2 separate regions of the Macaca mulatta genome follow, and region 2 is linked to region 1. Evidence: chromatin contacts called from public Hi-C data. All regions are on one chromosome and are shown on one strand. The core of a region is the stretch at or near the end of the contact, and the rest is flanking DNA. Distances in the headings are between cores, read along the strand shown.

The links. A called contact is a pair of places that touch in the nucleus more often than the background predicts.
Region 2: a Hi-C map of fetal cortex germinal zone shows a contact between it and region 1, with 2.8 times the contacts expected there. The contact joins the promoter of ZNF622 here to the promoter of MARCHF11 in region 1. A contact is called at or near these places in 3 of 14 Hi-C or Micro-C datasets (cortical neurons, fetal cortex germinal zone and fetal cortical plate).

The regions. Positions count from the first base shown.
Region 1 is chr6:17,616,709-17,620,977 of T2T-MMU8v2.0, forward strand. It overlaps MARCHF11 (membrane associated ring-CH-type finger 11), which reads right to left and starts at 2,218. Exons shown (of 4, transcript XM_015139752.3): 1 at 1,508-2,218; 2 at 208-363. The coding sequence starts at 2,053.
Region 2 is chr6:17,899,562-17,903,830 of T2T-MMU8v2.0, forward strand. It overlaps ZNF622 (zinc finger protein 622), which reads right to left and starts at 2,481. Exons shown (of 6, transcript NM_001260691.1): 1 at 1,753-2,481. The coding sequence starts at 2,377.

The DNA.
Region 1 (4,269 bases), core at 968-3,467:
TTTAATTAAAATGTCTTTTGAGTTTCTCAGATAAAACGTCATGGCTTTCTCAAAACACATGTTTACAAATTCTAAATCTTGGTTTTAATGTAATTTGCACAAAATGTTTTTAAGTAGCATAAGTAAATATCCTTAGTAATAACTAAGCTTAAGTGCATTCATGTTAACAAAATTATTTCAGGAAAAATAAATGTTGAAACTGCTTACCTGGCAAGGTTGTTTCATTTTAATGGCTATAACATGGTATCTATAGCAGCAGAGTTCACAGGTCCAGGAACCTCTCTCACTGATCCACTTTAGCAGGCACAGCTGATGTGTATACCGAACTGACCCATCACATCGGCAGGGATTCAATAGCTCACCCTAAAAAGAAAACAACTCAGTGTGAATATTTGTGTCTGTGGCTGTATTTTAAAAACCTAATGCTTCCTTTCTTTTCTTTCAAAGCCATTTACTCAGGATACAGCATCAGGCTCTATCCTAGGAAATGAAATTAAAATTTTATACCTCTGATGGGAATGAAACTAAAGTCTTAAAACTATTTCAAAGATATTACTTACAGTTATGACATAAATGTTCTACCAACATACAAAATGTCTGCAAGATATAGCTCCCAATACCCGTGGGGGAAGGCTGTACTATTAAATCTCTTTAATAACTTTTAAGTGGATGGTCAGATGCATTTCCTCTGCAGTTATTCTTAATCATTGCTAAAGAAGAAACGCACGGCATCCCAGAAAGCGGCATTATGCTTTTATTTTTCTAAATGTAGCATCATAAATATTGACTTAGGGCACTATATTCCTGAAAGCCTGTATATTCTTATGCAATTTCCTTACTTTTAAAAACATTACACCTAATGTTTTCTCAGACCACACATTTGTAAGGGACATATGCTATCCTTTCCTCTGCATGATTACTCTCACTTAAGTTTGCATGCACCTACAATGGTGTTTATAATTTTAGGATTGTGTTGCTGACAAAATATAACGTACATTGTTGGCATAATTGCCTTTCTTTCAAAGTCCATTCCTATTTCTCTTGTAAAAACTATCACATGCTTTTCATATCCATGAGATTAAGTCACCCAAATTTGCAATAAGGAAAGACTCTGCCCTTTCTGGTTGTGATATGACATCCGTCTCAAGATACATCTGTAGAAAACGGACTTCACCTTACATCTGATAGGTTTGCTTCTAAGCATAAACCAAAATTCATCGAATAATTCACAAAAGGTACTTTTGGCATTATCACTAAAGCACCTGAGGAACATGTACCTGCTAAGCCATGAAGGAAAAAAAAAGTGTAGATGAAATTAAACCCAGTATTCGCCACTGGGACATTTTTATTTGCCTTCACAGGAATGGAAAGGGGAACGCACACTGGAGCTAGCGCTCACAGGGCAGAACCAGAGGAGTCTGTCTGGAGGCAACTGGGAAGGAGGCGTGCGCTGTCCGTGGTGCTGAAAGCTTGACCGTTGCGAGCTGGAGCCGCCGCCGGGCCTTACCTGCTCCGCGCCCTGGAAGCAGATCTTGCAGATGGGCTGGTGGTGCTGGTGCTGGTGCCCAGAGCGCTGGTCGCCGCCGCCACTGCTGCTGCTGCGGCTGCTGCACACTGAGCGCGTCTCGGGCTGGTCTCCGGCGCCCCGCCGCTCGCCCTCGCCGCCCGCGCTGGCCTCAGACTCCCCGGGGCCGCCTTTCGCTGCCGCCACCTCCGGGAGGCGCCTAGGACCTTCCCCGGAGTCGCCGGCCGCCGCCACTTCCTGGCCGGCGGGCTGCAGGGGCAGGGGCGGGGGCGGCAGCTCGTCCGCACCCCTGCGCCGCTGGGCCACCTCCCCTGGCGGCTCGCTCGGCCCCGCGGCGCGCTCGGGGGTCGCGGGGGTCGCGGGGGGCGCGGGGGGCGCGGGAAGCGGCGGCAGGTAGCGCGGGGCCGCGGGGACCGGGGCCGGCTCTCCTGGCGGCGGCGGCGGCTGGGGAGGTTGCGGGGGCGGCTCGGCGTCCCGGCTCTCCGCCCCGCGACACCGACTGCCGCCGTGGCCGCCCTCAAAGCTCATGGTTGTGCCGCCGCCGCCCTCCTGCCGGCCCGGGCTCTGGCTGCGGGGAGAGAGAGCGCGGAGGGAGTGGGAGGGAGGGGGGAAAAGGAGGGAGGGGACCCGGGCGCCTGGGGCTGGGGGGCGGGACGGGGAAGGGGTGCGGAAGGCCCGGCGGCGGCGGCAGGCGCGGCTGTTCGGTGGAGCCGCCGGCTCGGCTCTGATGGAGGCGGCGCCGAATTCGGCTGCGCGTGAGAGCCGCGCCGCGGAGCGGGGGGGCCGGGGAAGCGAGGGGGCGGGAGGGAGGAGCGGCGCGGCTGGGGCGGCGGGGCGCGGGCGCGGGCGCGGGCGCGGGGTGGGTGGGGGGCGCGGGTCGGCGGGCGTAGCTCGGCGTTCAGCCCCGAGGGGGCGGGCTGGAAGTGGGGGATCCCTCCGCCGCCTCTACGGGCCGGACCCGCGGCCGCTCCCGTCGGTTCCGGGGCGGATGACCCCTCTCCAAACGGCGCAGCACTGCGGCGCTCGTGAGCGGGGAAGGAGGGGGCAGGGGAGAGGCCGCGGGTCCAGAAACCGTTACTGGATGGGCCGGTGGGATGTGGCGCGGGCCGGGTGGGGGCGCGAGAGTGTGAGCCGAGACCCGCGTGGGTTTGGGGGCGCGCCGGAACCGGCTGAGCAGTGGCGCGGGAAAGGGCGCGGGACCCGGGACTGTAACCGCCACTTCCCGGCGCTCGCTTCCCGGCTTGGAGCCCTCAAGGGCACTCTCAGGGATCCCCGAGAGCCTTAAAACAGAAGTCTCTGTTTTAACCTGTGTCCTCTCCCTGACTGTCCCGCCCTCGAATCCCTGTGTCCTCCTCACCCGCTCCCTCCTGCAGTGAGCATCCCGGGTTGTTGGTAAAAATCTTGGTGCCTGGGAGGTCAGAGCTTCGTCTCCTGAAATGGTTTATAGTAGTGAACCCTGGCGCCACGTTCTGTGGCTTATGATCACTTTCGTCCTCGCCGCATGAGGAAGCATATGACACCGCCCCTTACCCTGGAAAAGTGGCTGCAGCTTTCCCCAGATCTTAGTTTTACTCACCCCGAAGTCAATTTCTCGATAACTCCACCCTGCAAAACCTCTGTGGGACTCATCTTCAGGGCAGAGCTACAGTTTTCTTTCCGGGGGGGGGAAAAAATCCCCACCTGCAGGGAACTAGGCGGAGAATCGTGCACATGCAGTAGTTTCCAAATCCGTGCAGTGTGAGATCATAAAGCATCGGATTTGTATGCGGCAATGTGTCTATCCAAATTTTCACTGATGTGACGCTTCCAGTCTTTGACACAAACGACACAGAGCAGTCATTTTTGGCCGTGTTTCGTAGCCGAAGACCCAGAATCAGAAAGGCAAAATAACTTGTTCAAGGTTATAGAACTATTAACAAAGAACTTCTGTGTTCCCTGACTCCAGATTTTCTGGTTCAAATGCCAATAATGTTTTATTCCAATCCTTTCTTCTGCCTCCTAAAATAGTATTGTAGTACATTGTGTGTTTGGCGCCATTGACTCCCATTAATAGTTAGATACTCTGTAATGGCTGAGATAAACTACTAGCTTAAGTTCATTTTTCTAGTTCACGTTTTGGCAGTAAAAAGTATATTTGATTCTTAAAGAAGACCTACCTCTTTTGATAGAAATTAGTTTCATTTGCTAGAGAGAAACGGTTGTGAAAAATAATTCAAGAATGTTTTGTCACAAATGGCCTCTGATGAACTAGTTTCCAGGAATGTCCTCTAACACTTAGCCCCTTCAGACTGGCTATTTTTGGTAGCAGAGTGGCAGGCAGCAAGCACATTTTTAAAACAATAATCTCCAGGAACTTATCACGTTGAAGAAATGTGGTTGTAGATATGCTTTCATTTTTGGTCTTCACCTGTCAGAATGACAACACAAGTTTGTGTGTTGCCACAGTCAAGATAATCATAAGCCTTATGATCATCATAAACCTTCTTCATAAGTTCTCGAGTTAAAGGGTGTCTAGATTTGTACAGAATCCCCCAAATAATTCCATTTATGACTAGTAAATTTCTACCAGGTGTGACAAAGTGCATCGTTACTCGAAGGACAGCATAAAAGCTATGGGTTTTCTATAAACGGTGTAGAATAATTCAGACAGCAAAGCGGCATGGATAAAGGGGGAAAAGGCCACAAGGCTAGATGTGTCCTCTCAGTTAATTGTTTCTGAAAAATAAAAAATAAATTAAGTTTTC
Region 2 (4,269 bases), core at 1,231-3,730, 280 kb after region 1:
ATTTGTTTACCAGACTCATCTGAATGCCTGTGAAATTCTTTAGTCTTTCTTTTCCAGGAAATAGGAGTCTTTTGTTTGTTTCTTTCCTATGCCTTACAGCACCTAGCCCAGTGCTGAACATAGTTAGGGAGTCTCCTATCTGGGTGAATATATATATATACATTTGTGTGTGCGTGTGTGTGTGTGTGTGAGACGGAGTCTCGCTCTGTCACCCAGGCTGGAGTGCAGTGGCGCCATCTCGGCTCACTGCAAGCTCCGCCTCCCGGGTTCACGCCATTCTCCTGCCTCAGCCTCCGGGAGTAGCTGGCACTACAGGCGCCCGCCACCGCGCCCGGCTAATTTTTTGTATTTTTAGTAGACATGAGGTTTCACCATAGCTTGATCTCCTGACCTCGTGATCCGTCTGCCTCGGCCTCCCAAAATGCTGGGATTACAGGCGTGAGCTCTGGCTGCATATTTTTATAAACTGCTAAAACAATGCCTCTATCTACTATTTCACAAGAGTACTGTGGGGTGTGTGTATGTGCTGGTGGGGTGCTCTATGAACGGCCATGGTTTGAATGCATGTTTCCCTCCCAAAATTCAAATGTTGAAACTTAATCATCAATGAAACGGCATTAAGAGGTGGGGCCTTTAGGAGGTGATTAAGTGAGGCGAGCACTAATCCCGAATGAATGGATTAGTGCCAAGGAACTAGCCCGTCTTTGCCTTCTGCTTCCTCCACATGATAACATGAGAAAACTTCATCGATAGAACAGGCCCTCACCAGACACTGACTCTGCCAGCACCTTGATTTTGGACTTCCCAATTTGCAGAACTACGGGAAAATACATTTATGTTATTCATAAATTACCCAGTCTCTGGTACTTCGTTATAGCAGAGCGAACAGACAAAGACATGAACACCTACACCAGCACTGTTAATAGGATGTGGGATGAGGGAAAGAAGGAATAAATAACTCATAAAGTCAAAGAGGTGAGGCTGCTGGCTCCAGCTCCACATTTCTGGCTGAGTTGATTTTGATCCCCTCATTCTGTTTTACTCAACTAAAGTAAGTGCAAAACCATCATAACTGGAAACCCACTAGAATAGCAAATAACACGGCGGCTGGTATGACGATGTCCTCCTGTGCGTATGTTAAAAGTCTCCTCATCCAGGCCGGGCGCGGTGGCTCAAGCCTGTAATCCCAGCACTTTGGGAGGCCGATACGGGTGGATCACGAGGTCAGGAGATCGAGACCATCCTGGCTAACACGGTGAAACTCCGTCTCTACTAAAAAATACACAAAAACTAGCCGGGCGAGGTGGCGGGCGCCTGTAGTCCCAGCTACTCGGGAGGCTGAGGCAGGAGAATGATGTAAACCCGGGAGGCGGAGCTTGCGGTGAGCCGAGATCCGGCCACTGCACTCCAGCCTGGGCGACAGAGCGAGACTCCGTTTAAAAAAAAAAAAGGAAAAAAAAGTTTCCTCATCCAAAACAGAGAAGGCATCAATTCATTCTCCAAATATGCATTAGGCACTTCTTCTTTTTCCAGACAAGGTTTTAGGCCTTGGAGAATGAACTGAGTGAACTAAACAGCCGAACCTGCTGGCCAGATAAGGCACTTCAGAAAGCATCTAAACCACCTTCCCTCATCATTTTTACTTAAAAGCTCTCAAACACACAAACACACACACCCATCTCGAGTATAAATCTGAAAACTAAAGGGGGGCCAAGTTCCTCTTTACCCTCCCCGCCCAGACAGGGCCATCACCGTCTCCATCCAGGTCCTCTTCCTCCTCCTCACTGCCCTCCTCCTGCTGCTTTGCCAACTTCTTCGCCTGCTGTTCAAACCACTGGAGCCGGGGTGGTTTCTCGCTCGGGTCTCGGTCGTGGGTCCCACGGCCACCAGTCCCCACGGCTACGGCACTCCTGGCCTCCTCTGCAGGCGCTGGGGGCGCCTTCTTGGGAGACATGGACGGCTGGGCCTTGATGGCCTGCTGGATGGCGGCGTTCATGGCATCCTTGTCCACACTGTCCAAGCCCAGTCCTTTCTCCAAGTTCTTTTCATTCATCATCTCCACTTTCCGATTCACTGCCTGCACGGCCTTCTTCTCCAGCTCAACGTGCCGCCGAGACTTGAGGTGGTTCTCGTAGGCGTTGAAAGATGCAAACTTCTTACTGCAAACAGTACAGTAGGTGGCCGAGCCCTTGCTCTCCTCCTCCGCTACGGCCCGCTGCGCCCGCACTCGCTCCTGGAAGCCCTCGGCGGTCACTGGGGCCATGCTGGCCACCTTACGCCGCAGGTTGTAGCGGTGCCAGTCCGTCTTATAGTGGGCCCGCTGCATGTCCGCGTCGCGGAACGCCACCCGGCAAGTTATGCAGGTGTACGTCGCCATTGCCAGGTGAGAAATAAGAGCCGACCACGCCAAACACCTGGTGACCAGCGCCCTGGCTCCACACGACCCTCAGACCTTAACCCGCCTCAGCGGCCTGGACGAGCCTCTCGACACGCCGACTTCCTGATTGTCACCGAAGAAACTTCCGGCACACGTCGGAAGTTATTTACGACTGGACAGGAAACCCGCCTCTCAGGCTGTGGCCACGCCCCCGCCGCTGTGAGACCCGGGAAGCCTAGGGAACGCTGTGACTGAACCGGACCTGGGTCCCCTCAGTCAGCCCGAGGTGGGTGTTGCTTGAAGGAGGTCGCGCCCTCCCAGTTACCTTCTCTGGTGGTTGCGCCGCTCAGTGTGACGCGGTCAAAGAGACGGCTACGCGAGAATGGGGGAGTGGGGCGCCCGAGGCTGCTCCCGGGCCCTCGGAAGCCCCCGATTAATGAATGGTCGGGTCAGCGACGCCAGGGTCGGGGTTTCTCTGAGGACCGCGCGCTGCACCCGCGGAGCCGGGTGAATGGATGTCGCGAGGGCCAGGGCTGACCCTTAACCCTCGGGGCCAACCTCGGAGCCCTCGCCGGGGGCTGGACCGCTTCCCCGGGAAACCGGGGCGGTTTCTGAGGCGGCCCTTCGGGCGGAGGACACCGGCGAAACTTGAGTGTACAGAGTGCCGGAGAGGAGCTCCCTGTAGACACACAGTCCGAGCCACGTAGGTAATTCTAGTAGTAGCCACATTTTTAAAGAGTAAAGAGAAATCGGTGAAACTGCTTTTAATGATGTATTTAATTTAGCCCATCCTGTCATTTCAGCATGTAATCAGTCTAAAAGAATTAATGAGATCTTTTACGCTCTGTGATTAGTTCTAAGTCTTGGAAATCCAGTGTGTGTTTTAGAGTTAACAGCCCGTCTCAATTTGGACTAGCCCCGTGTCAGGTGCCCAGTTGGTTGTGTAGCCTCATGTGTATCGGACAGCAAAGTTCTGTAGAAAAGAACTTCAGGCCAGGCGCGGTGGCTCACGTCTGTAATCCCAGCACTTTGGGAGGCCTAGGCAGGCGGATCATCTGAGGTCAGGGATTCAAGACCAGCCTGGCCAACATGGCGAAACCCAGTCTCTGCTAAAAAAAAAAAAAAAATAGAAAAATTAGTCCTGGCGCAGTGGCGCAGACCTGTAATCTCAGCTACTTGGGAGGTTGAGGCAGGAGAATCGCTTGAGCCCGGGGGCGCGGGGGCGGAGGTTGTGGTGAGCCGAGATCGCGCCACTGCACTGCAGCCTGGGCGACAGAGCAAGATTCCGTCCTAAAATAAAAAGAAAACATGAACTTCAAATGCTTGAGGAGGTCACAGATTTCATCCACACAGCCTGGTTGAACCCTTGTCAGCCTTGTTACAGAATCGAATGTTGCATGCTCAGAATCCAAGCTGCTAATAGAAAACCAAAAGAAGATGACGCTTTTAAAAAACCTTCCAGTGGCTTCCCTTGACTCAATCAAATTCAAACACCTTACTTTTTATTCTGCGAGGCTCTGCCCCTCCCTCTGATGTCCTGCCACACCCCCTTCTCTACCCTGCTCACCCTACTTGAGTCGCAATGACACATTTGATGTTCTTCTGACAATCACTTTAGTTGGTACTGAGTCAGAAGTCCATTACTCTTCCGCTTGGAACATCCTTTTGCTGGCTTGCTCCCTTATTTTTTGGATCTCTGCCCAAATGCCTTTGTAAGAGAGGCTTATCCAAATCCACTTACCAAAAATAGTGCCTACCTTCCTAAGTCCTTACCAGGCATAACTTTTCTCTAGCACTGTATTAATTATCTACTACTCTGTATTAAATTACCCCCAAATTTAGCATCAAGCTTTATTTCAGTTTCTGTATGTCAGGCATTTGAATGACTTAGC